Linked DNA regions of Sus scrofa: region 2 is linked to region 1. The links are chromatin contacts, called in public HiChIP or PLAC-seq maps. All regions are on one chromosome and are shown on one strand. The core of a region is the stretch at or near the end of the contact, and the rest is flanking DNA. Distances in the headings are between cores, read along the strand shown. Region 1 overlaps LOC102163120 (a long non-coding RNA gene). Region 2 overlaps LOC102163402 (a long non-coding RNA gene).

Region 1 (5,406 bases), core at 1,825-4,324:
GATCCTGTGTTGCTGTGGTTGTGGTGTAGACAGCAGCTACAGCTCCAATTCGACCTCTAGCCTGGGAACTTTCATATGCCTCAAGTACAGCCCTTAAAAAAAAAAAAAAAAAAAAAAACACCAACAACAAATGAAACTATTTTCTATGTATACTGCAGCTAGGCAATAAAAAGGTATATATTGTAGACAATGACAGCCAGTTTTTCCACTGTCCATTGTAGAAAGAAGTTAAAATAACTGAGTAGTCTTCTTCTGAAGTGTCAATCTCATCACACGTCAGAAACATGACACCTAATACAACATGAGATCCTAAAGAGGATCCTGGAAACAGTAAAAGGACATTAATAACAAAACAAAAAAAAAGCTGGATAATTTTAATAGTCTTTGGCTTCATTAATAGGATTGTTTCAATGTTGATTTCCTAAGTTTTGGTAACAGTACTATGATAATGTAAGCCCTAACCTTAAGGGAAGCTGTCTGAAGTATATACGGTAACCTTCTGTGCTATACTTGCAACTTTTCTATCCTTCTAAATTTTTTCTAAACAAAAAGATTTAAAACCCAAAGCAAAATGTATAAGAATATTAAAAGCAGTCATCTTTGGATGGTGAAATCTAGACAGTTTTAATTTTCTGCTTTATACTTTTCTGTTTTCTAAAATTCCTACCATGAACATGAATATTTGAAAAAGATGTTTTTATTTTTATCAGGAACTTCCTTATATGTGGCTTTGGTTGTGAAAAAAAAATTAACCAATTTTTATTTTAAAAAATAATGCAAAAATTTTTATACTACATATTAGAAAGTATCTGAAAACTAACAGCAAAGGAGATTGGGCTTTAATAGGGAGAATTCCATGCTAGTGCATGTTGCTTTTACACAAAAAATTAAATTGTCATTGAGTCATCATTTATGTGTTAATTACAAGCAGACTCTTATCATTTTTGAAAGCTGAAATGATCTCAGATAGTGTGTGAAAAGGCTGCTTTCACTGAAATAGTTGAAGAATGTCATGATGCTACTTTTAATATTATGCTCAACTATATATTGTTTTCAATTTTCAAAGTATTATAAGTCCATAAAATATACTTATTTTTATAAAAGCTTACCTGTTTCTTGGAAGTTTGGCAGGCACTGTAGCATTTCACAGTGTCTCCAAGTCATTATTTTGACGTTTTATTACGTAACTCTGTGGCTGTGATAGATGGGCCTGGAAGGAAGACTGTTTCCGTTTAGGCTTCTGGACAAATGACAAGGAAGAGCTGAAATTTGCAGAACCAGGCTTCCACTGTTTTCATTACTTAGAATCTGAAGGGTCCACCTGAGAAAACACCTATATCTTGGTTTCTAAGTAATTTGAAATATTTGTTTAAAAGTGAAGTAAATATAATTTCAGGAGAGTTGCTGAAAAAAACTGAGCAGCTAATCAGTGAATTAATGGAAGGCTGATGCGATAGAAAACCTAAATCAATCTTTTATCCTTGCTTTTTCCTATCCCCTCACATCTGGAACCACTTTTCACATTGTGAAAGAAGGATGTTCAATTTTTACTTTCAAAAGTTGAGCAAAGAAGATATGACAAGATTATTAGAGAGCTTTACTAAATAGGATATATTGCAAAGGTACCTATTTGTAGCATACATATGATATATAATATACATACATATATATAATATATAATGTTCACAATAAGTGTGTAATGACAATTTAAACATAAGAATGCTCTAACGCCGTCAACTCTATCTCCTAGGTAAGATGAATGTAGGCAGGATCTATGAACAATAGCTTTCTGGGTAACTGTAAAAGAAAAGATGATTTTTATTACACTTTAAAATGTAAGAATTAGCTTAGTATGATAGTACTTGAGTTTGTTTCATATTTTATCCAATCATGATCATTTGTGGTTAATAAAAGTGTCATCATTTAATGGTGGCCATCTGGATACTCCAGTTCAGGCCCCTATAGATCTTTTTTCAAGGAATCATAACATGGAATTAAGGTTTGTTCACTGTTTACAGAGCTTTTGGCATCAAAGATGATGGGACATTCTGCTTGAGAGTGACTTTGAATCTGTTCTAACCTGTACATTAGGATAGTACTTGGGATATTTCTTGTCTTGAAAACATGTTTGTCTTCATACCTTTGAATTTTATGTAGGCTGAATCAGGAGACTGTTGCCTGGTACTTGACAGGAATATTTGATCAAAGTGTTAGATGGAACTTAGTGGTAGAGCTTTGTCATTGCATATTTTAAAGACAATTTTATTTGGATGGTCTGTTTTATTTGGATGGCCTGTTTTCCTCAGACTGATTTTTCAGTAAAGGTAATGAGACATGAAAAATACACAGACACCTCAAGGGGTGTCAAGTTGAAAACTTTTATAAGCAAGATTTTTGTTCAGCTCATCCTAGATAATTTAGCAACTTTGACTACCATCCTCTGAGATAAGTAACTGAATTCGAATGGTATTTAGGCTAAAAGGAATATATCTTTAGATCATTTATTTTGCTAAAACTTCAATATAGTACAGACAACTAACCTATTAATTAAATTCTAGAAAGCCAAACATAAAACTGGTTTTGAGTATTTTAGAACTGATGACCTATTCTAAGATTACACATTCCTAGGAAACTGTATTCATTTTTTTCCTCCTCTTTGAAAGTATCTCAGGAAACTATTCTTAACTTATTATATTAACAATGAATTCTCCCAAAGGCTCTTATTGGTTGCTATTGTACTCACTAGGTTTTATTCCCTTAAAACTCACCACAACTGTTACCACACATCCTGACAAGTTTTTGTGTGCAAAGCAGAATGATCATGAGAGTGTGAGTAGGTGGTAGTGGGTAAAAGAGTAGTGAGGCAAAAGTGTTGGAGGTTCTGTGAGGGCTTATTATGCCCTATCTCATTTTTTTTAAGGCAAGTTCCCAGGTGAAGAATCAAACCTGTGCCACAGAAGTGACAACACTGGATCCTCAACTGGTAGGCCACTAGGGAACTCCAGTGCCCCATCTCATTGAGTCAGCTTCCTACCCTTGCAATTCTATGGCCACTGACCAATTGGCCTTACTCCCAAGCTCTTTGCTTAGTTGACTCATCTCCATCCTCCCAACCTCAGCTTCTCAGAGAGGGCTTCTCTAACCATCTCATCCAAAATGGTCTCCTTAGTAACTCTCCCTCTGATTTCCCTACTTCTTTATCAAAATATGCTTGTTTTGATCATCTCTGGATTTAGCTTCTCTCTTGTTGCTCTACACTTTATTGTGTCCCTCATGCCCAGCCAAGTGCATGCCACGTTGAATGGCTTATTAAACATTTTGAAGAACAAAAGAATGAATGAGCCCTTCAGCAGTCCACATATCACTTACATGTGGAATACAATAAAAAAAAAAGATACAAAATAATTTATAAAACAGCAACAAACTCGTATATTTAGAAATCAAATTCAGGGTTACCAAAGAGAAAATCATGGAGGGGAGGGATAAACTGGGAGGGCGGGATTAGCACATATACCCCACTACTATAGAGAGAATAGATGGGTAACAAGGACCTACAGTATAGCCCAGGGAGGTCTACTCAGTGTTCTATAACAACCTATTTGGGGGAAAAGAATGGACATATGTATATCTATAGCTGATTCACTTTGCTGTAAAGGTGAAGCTAGTCAAACATTGTAAATCAACTATACCCCAATAAAATTTAAAAACAAAACAAACAAAAAAACCCAGCCCTGTGACAGAGATAAAGCTAACCCCAGTTCACAGAAAAGGAAACTGTGCTGGAAGAGATTACATGAATTGCTACCCAGCTAAAAACGGAAAAGCTAAAATTTAAACCTAAATGTTTCTGACGCAAACGTTTTCCTGCCCCACCAAAGCTTCAATTAGTCAGCTTTTAAGACCTTTGGGTAATTGTCATAATATTATTACTCTTTCTACAGGCAATTGTTCTCCTATATTAACCTTGAATAAGCTGAATAGCACTGGAAAAATGTAAACGTTTAAAGCAGCTAACATAGCACATACGGTTTAAGCAATGAACGAGCAATTTATTTGGCTTTGAACTTTCTTTCCCCTAAGAACATTTAGCATTTTAGTGACAACTTGATATGACCCTTCAGATGTTTAGATCTTCCCTACACCTAGGCTATTTCATTCTTTCTCTAGGTACTCCCCTCAAACCATGGTCAGTTTTCAATAAAACAGAAGACATACTATAGCATAAATTTTCTGCCCTGACTTCATTATTAAATTGGGTAAAACTGAATTGAGGGGAAAAGTAGCATTTGTCTGCAAAGTATTTGTCTAATCAATAAACAAGTGTATTTCTGAAGAAATTGAACCTTCAAGTGATAATAGGGTTTTTAAATACTAGGGGTTTTTTGGTCTTGTATGTTACCCACTTAAAAATCTGTTTAGTAACATAATATGTTTCATGAAGTAGGTTTGTATAATCAGATATCACATTTCATTAGCCTTCTGTTTTCTGGTAGCATTTTTGCAGATATATGAATATTCATTATTCAGTGAATGTATAATGACGTGAACATTGTCCCGGCAAAGCTCAAAGGAATAGCTGTTATATATATCTAATATAGTCCTGAATGCTGCTTACTAAATATTTTTCTTTCTTCATAAGCACATGGGAAGATTTCCCTTCTTGCCTTCTGATATGTGGGTGGCTATGTGATAGACTTTGGCAGTGAAGTGTAAACAGAATGTCTCCTGTCTTTGCTGGACACAAGTGTAAAGCACTGTTTATCACATCCCATTTTTCTTCCTTCTGTGATTATGAAGCTCAAAGATGAGACCCGCTCATGTCAGCACCGAAGATAACATAGTGCAGGGCTACCTAGACAACTTGTATTAGGTATGTGGCAAGAGCAAGAAATAGATTTTGGCATTTTAAGCCACTAAGAATGTTATAGAAGCATAACCAAGCTATCTATCTAGCTAGCTAGCTAATCTAGCTGTCTAGATATTTTAAAGCCAACAAAGAAACTTGCTGTTAATTATATCTCTTTTCAGTAACATTCAGATGACAAAAGTGGTTGCAAAGCAAACACAGTTGAGGTGGAGCCTAGGTGGTGAAATGGAAAAAAATGGACTTGATTAAAAGGTAATGAGATCTAGTTTTGACTTTACCACCACTTACCTCTGGGATCTTAGGCCATCTGATTCGTGTAATGACCTCATAGTTTTATCACTTTTTAAATGGTGGTTTGGATCATAGTGCTCCCAAAGTCTCTTTCACAATCATTAGCTTAAAAAAAAAAAAAAAAAAAAAAAAACCTCTTTTTTACAGTTTCTTGTAATAACAGAAGCAGGTAAGTGTCAGAAATAATAACAACTTTAATTCTTATGGAATAAAAATTTACTGTCTTTAATCTTTCCTAATTGTCTTTT
Region 2 (5,406 bases), core at 1,868-4,367, 210 kb after region 1:
CCAACTACATCACCCATCTGTAAGAGAGTGGCAGGTGTGGAGCGAGGTTGACAGATGTTGTACCTTCCTCCTATACCCAGAAGAACACTGAGTTGGCCATATGTGTTTACTTTCTATTTGCTGCTGTTATAAATTAAATCTTCCTTTTTATAAGACCAGGTGATTAACAACTTTAATTCCACCAGCAATCTTAACTCCCCTTTGCCATATAAGAAAACATATTTATAAGTTCTAAGAATTAAAACAGAAATATCTTTAGAGGCCACTGCTCTGTCTATCACACCTTTTTAGGAATCATATATGAAGAATAAGGCCCATCATTCCAGGAAAGTCAAAGACAAAATTAGGTGGAATATAGGGAAGTAGTCTCTCTCTTTTTTTTTTTTTTTTTTTTTTTTTTGCCTTTTGTCCTTTTAGGGCTGCACCCACAGCATATGGAGGTTCCCAGACTAGGGATCTAATCGGAGCTGTTGTTGCTAGCCTATGCCAGAGCCACAGCAATGCCAGATCTGAGCCACGTCTGCAACCTACACCACAGCTCATGGCAACGCTGGATCCTTAACCCACTGAGTGAGGCCAGGGATCGAACCTGCAACCCCATGGTTCCTAGTTGGATTTGTTTCTGCTGAACTACAACAGGAACTCCTAAGGAAGTATTCTTGAAGCAGAGCTTGAAGCCAAAGCATCTCTTCTCCATCTTCCTTTGCCCTCAGCTCCTCTCCTCTCCTATATATATGAGACATTAAGGCAGTATTCTAGCCAAGAGCATTTTTAAAGCAGGCAGAAATCCATTCAGTTGGAGGCGTGCAGAGTGGCGAATTGCCTACTTGAAACCAGGGTAGATAATTTGGCTGGTTCCTCTCTCTCACCTGCAGTTGCTCTTTGCCTTTCAGGTTTGCAGGAGGACCCAGTGATATGACAGATGTGACGTACTCAGCATCCAGTCACGTCACATTCTGGACTACCTCGAGTTCAGGGGAGTTACTGGTTTCAGATATGTCCAGGGACCAAACAAAAAAAAAATTTTTTTTCCAGAATTTTAGTTCTGAAAAGGAGACAGCAGGATTTAAATCCCTGCTTCATATGCAATGAATTAGAAAGCTAATTAGTGACATTGGCCTAGGGTTTATTCGTAAAGATTGTCTTTATTGTATTCAAGTGGATACAAAAAATAACTTTTACTATCACTTAAGGAAATTTGCATAATCTTTAGGAAAGGCTGCATAAGGTGAAAATAGGTATTTATCATAATTCTTACCGGCAAGCACCTAAAATTAAATCCTGCAGAGTTAGTAATGATGTTAAAACCCATAATATTTTTCAATTATTAGAATAATATTTTACCTTTAGTAAATGTGCTACAAGTTTCCAAACATTGCAATTTACATTAGTTCACTTTTAATGCATGCACAGTCCCTGCCCTAATCTTATTTCCAGTTGGCCCATAAATTGATTTATTTATGCTACTTAGCCCTTGGGATTAATCAACTGTTCCAACTGTTTTGAATTTACCTAAATAAATAGGGCTTTCCTGACACAATTAATCCAGATCTTATGAAGTAATATGGTTTTTAACATACAAAATGCCTGTCTTCCTAGGAAATGTCGGACTTTTCACAGGATCAGTCTAATCAGTGTTAGCCTCCTGCCTCAGTCCATTTAGCATTTATAGTATATGCATAATAGAACACGAAGCTGCAACTCCTAATCAGATTAAAGTTCTACTTAGTATCTGTGCTCACAGATGTAGGATTTTTAAAGACACTGTAAAAATTTGCTACCATACTACTAAATCCACTTGCCAGAATAGAATCCTGCAATAGCAGTTTCATACAGAGTGAGCCATAAGCAAGTATCAGTTCTGCTGAACCAGCTTATCACTCCCTGTGGTCACCTCTCCCTTTGTGTGGAGGTGGAATGGACTCCCAAATCGTCTAAGCTGGACCCTTAACACACGCTCCACTTTTGTTTCCTAATCCAGGAATGTTCCAGTATGATGATGTAATTCTCTTGCTCGAGGCAAGCAGAAGCTCCTGGGCCAGGAGGCAAGCTCCCACCACATCAGTGACAACACTGAATCCTCAAGTGCTAGGCCAACAAGAAATTCCAGAATGTAAAGCATTTATTTACTTTTAAAACATCTTATTTATTTTTGGGCACACCCATGGCATGAGGAAGTTCCTGGGCCAGGGACTGAACCTGTGCCACAGCTGTAATCACAGCCAAGGCAGTGATAATGCCAGATCCTAATCCACTGAGCCACAAGGGAACTCCAGTAAAGCATTAAAATAATCATTTGAAATAACTTTTTGCAAATGATCAACATGAATATTAAGTTTATTAGCAAACTACATATTTTATTTTTAAAAGTGTCTTAATTTTAAAATTTTTGGAATAGCCTGTCATCCAGAAGACCTTTAGATAACTGGATAATGTTGATAATTCCATATCTTGCCCTGTTGCAGAAAGCAAATTCTTACAAATTCTCTAAGTCTACATTATGAACACATGTCTGACACATGTTCAGCATCTTCACAAACACACAGAGTTTCTTATGATAGCATTTCCCCCAGCCATAAGTTTATCATATGGAGAAAATATACAGTTTTATATAAAAGTAGGATGTATAGGTAATTATTCTGATTTTCCTATTAGTCCCTGGCATAATTTTTATAAACAATCTAGAAGATTACACCCTAAATGCATTTATTTTTAATGTAGCTATTTGCCTCTAGCCAGTTCAGATTGAATTATTAACAATTTTTTCCTATTCTCTTTTTAAACTTACTTAATAATGAAATGTCATGTTGTTGTCTTACTTTAAATAAAATTTAATAACAGCACAGGAAGGTGAGAATCCTGTTGTAGAGAGTTTCAGAAAAATAGCTCAGGTCAATAAGCTGAAACATCTTTTCCCAGGACCTAATTTGAAAACTTGTAACAGGGAAAGTAAACCTAAGAGACACAAACGAGAGTCACCAGCATAACCCAGAAACCCTGGACAGGCTCAGGAAAGAGCCTCCTGCCTCTCATGTGCAGGCCTTCCCCCAACTCAGCACTGCTGCCCTCTGTCCTTTTGTTGCTGATGAAGTGGAAGAAGCTTCCTGTCCAAACCACATGAGGTTACAGCTCCCTGATCTCTATAGTAACAATGAAAAGATAGCAAACAACTTGACTCCACAAGTTAACCAGGACATTAGAAATTCTTCTGTGCTGATTAATCATCATTCTTCTATTGAACATTCCTGTCTTTAAGAAATCCTGTTTGCGTCACACTGTAAAAGTGAGATCCCAGACAGTCATGTCTTTCGTAACGAAAAAAAACAAAACAAAAAAAACCAGCAAAAAAAGAGGGGGCATACAAGGCCTTCATGTGAAAGTTTAGTCTCCATTAGTGTAGATTAGGAGTGGTGATTAGTCAAATTCCCTACCATTAAGACAGGCAATTTGGGGAAAGCATTTGTCCTCATCAAAATACTATTACACACAGGATCTGCTTGAGATAAACTTTTTAAAACTGTCTAAGTGTGTTGAATAAAATATGGTTTGACACTGATGGAATTTCAGCTTAAGATTGATCATCATTTTGTTACATGGCGACTTGTTTTAGTAATAGCATTACTGAGATATAATCCACATACCATGCAATTCACCCATCTGAAGTGTGCAATTCGGAGTTCCCATTGTAGCACAGCAGAAACAAATCCAACTAGGATCCATGAAGCTGCAGGTTCGAACCCTGGGCTTGCTCAGTGGGTCACGAACCCAGTGTGGCCGTGAGATGTGGTGTAGGTCACAGATGTGGCTTGGATCCTGAGTTCTTGTGGCTGTGATGTAAGCCAGCTGCTGTAGCTCCAATTCGACCCCTAGCCTGGGAACTTCCATGTGCTGCAGGTGCGCCCCTACAAATTGAAAGAAAAAAAAGAAAGAAAGAAGAAAGGAAAGAAGGAAGGAAGGGAGGAAGGAAGGAAAAAGTGTACAGTTCGATGATTTTAGTATATGCACAATTTTGCAACAGTAACTACAATTTTAGAAAATATTCGTCGCCAAAAAGAAACTCCTGTACCCTTTATCTACCAACACCCAACACCTCCCACCCTCAACCCCCAGCCGTAGACAACCATTAATCTACTTTCTGTCTCTTTAAATTTTCCTATTTGGGACATTTCATATAAATAAAATAATTTAAATTTGGTCTTTTGCAACTATCTTCTTTCATTAACATAATGCTTTCCAGGTTTATTCATGTTGTAGTACTTAATTCTTTTTTATGGCCAAATAATATTCCATTATGTGTATATTCCACACTTTATTCATACATTCATCAGTTGATGGACATTTGGGTTGTTTCCACCTTTTGGCTACTATGAATAATGACTACTGTAAACTTTCTTGTACAAATTTTTGTGTGGACACATTTTTATTTCTCTTTGTTATGTAACTAGGAGTGGAACTGCTGAGTCAAATGATAACTGTTGTTTAACTTTGTGAAGAAGGGCCAGAATATTTTTTCAAAGTGGCTGTAGTATTTTAAATTACATAGAGATTAAATTTATTGGAATTTGACCCTGCAATTAGTTGCTACTTCAGTGTTCCAAATTGGTACTTAGTTTAACATATCTTAAGGCTAATTGTCTGGTCACCTCAATTATCAAAACTCCAGTGGAAATCAGATGAGAAAGTAGGAAGGGGAAACCTGAGGGGCCAAAACCAATACCAACATAGATCTGCTCACTAAAATCTGTATGTGTTCCTAGAAAAATCCCCAAAGATTTCACTTTTAGTACATTTACTCTTTGTTTGGTCTAGTTATGAAAGCTTCTTTTCCTGATTTCTGAACTCTTAAGTATTAGAAGAAAATTAGAAAGTTGGTGTGAGTTTTTGGAGACCAGATTATTGACGGCAGCAGGAAGTGACATCGAAATGCCTCATAGTGAGAAAAAAAAAAACAAAACAAAACTGAACATGGAACCATAAATGAAGACCTAAGGCATCTGAACACTGGGAACTATTTAGTTTCAGGGGAGACGTCCCATAGACCAGTAATTACTCTAAGATGTCACTGTATTGTATTGTAGTACAATTACTGATACTTAGATTTATAGTCTTTGGTAATGAAAAAAAGAAATAATCATATGATTAAGAAAAGTGTGAAAGTTTTCAATAATAGTTTGAAGGGTTACATCCAAAATGATGCAATTTTTGAAAGCTCATCTGTTAAAATAATGAACTCTCAAGGGCTGGATGAGACTTTACTAATCATTTCTTACTTAATGCAATGCCATAAAAAGACATATAGAGGGATTATAGAGAACTGGCTGTAGGTTTGTAAATTTGAGCAGAGAAGAGGAACTTTGGGTCTCACCTTCATCACACACGAAGTTCTGGATCTGAAATGAATAATAC

Evidence for each region. HiChIP or PLAC-seq counts read pairs in DNA pulled down with a chosen protein or histone mark.
Region 2: an H3K27ac HiChIP or PLAC-seq map of alveolar macrophages shows a contact between it and region 1. The contact joins two enhancer-like sites. A contact is called at or near these places in 2 of 47 Hi-C or Micro-C datasets (embryonic fibroblasts and fibroblasts) and 1 of 2 datasets of contacts at active chromatin or transcription factors (alveolar macrophages).

Annotation. Positions count from the first base shown.
Region 1 is chr9:73,766,432-73,771,837 of Sscrofa11.1, forward strand. It overlaps LOC102163120 (a long non-coding RNA gene), which reads right to left. Exons shown (of 4, transcript XR_002335818.1): 3 at 5,156-5,263; 4 at 78-1,321. Among named protein-coding and RNA genes, the nearest start is that of BET1, 24 kb to the right of the region's middle. Within about 2 kb of position 3,075, at least 1 of the 83 cell types and tissues checked has an H3K27ac peak or open chromatin away from gene starts, as enhancers often do. A contact at or near this core is called in alveolar macrophages, where this site is marked.
Region 2 is chr9:73,975,129-73,980,534 of Sscrofa11.1, forward strand. It overlaps LOC102163402 (a long non-coding RNA gene), which reads left to right. Exons shown (of 8, transcript XR_002335814.1): 7 at 1,982-2,113. Among named protein-coding and RNA genes, the nearest start is that of BET1, 190 kb to the left of the region's middle. Within about 2 kb of position 3,118, at least 22 of the 83 cell types and tissues checked have an H3K27ac peak or open chromatin away from gene starts, as enhancers often do. A contact at or near this core is called in alveolar macrophages, where this site is marked.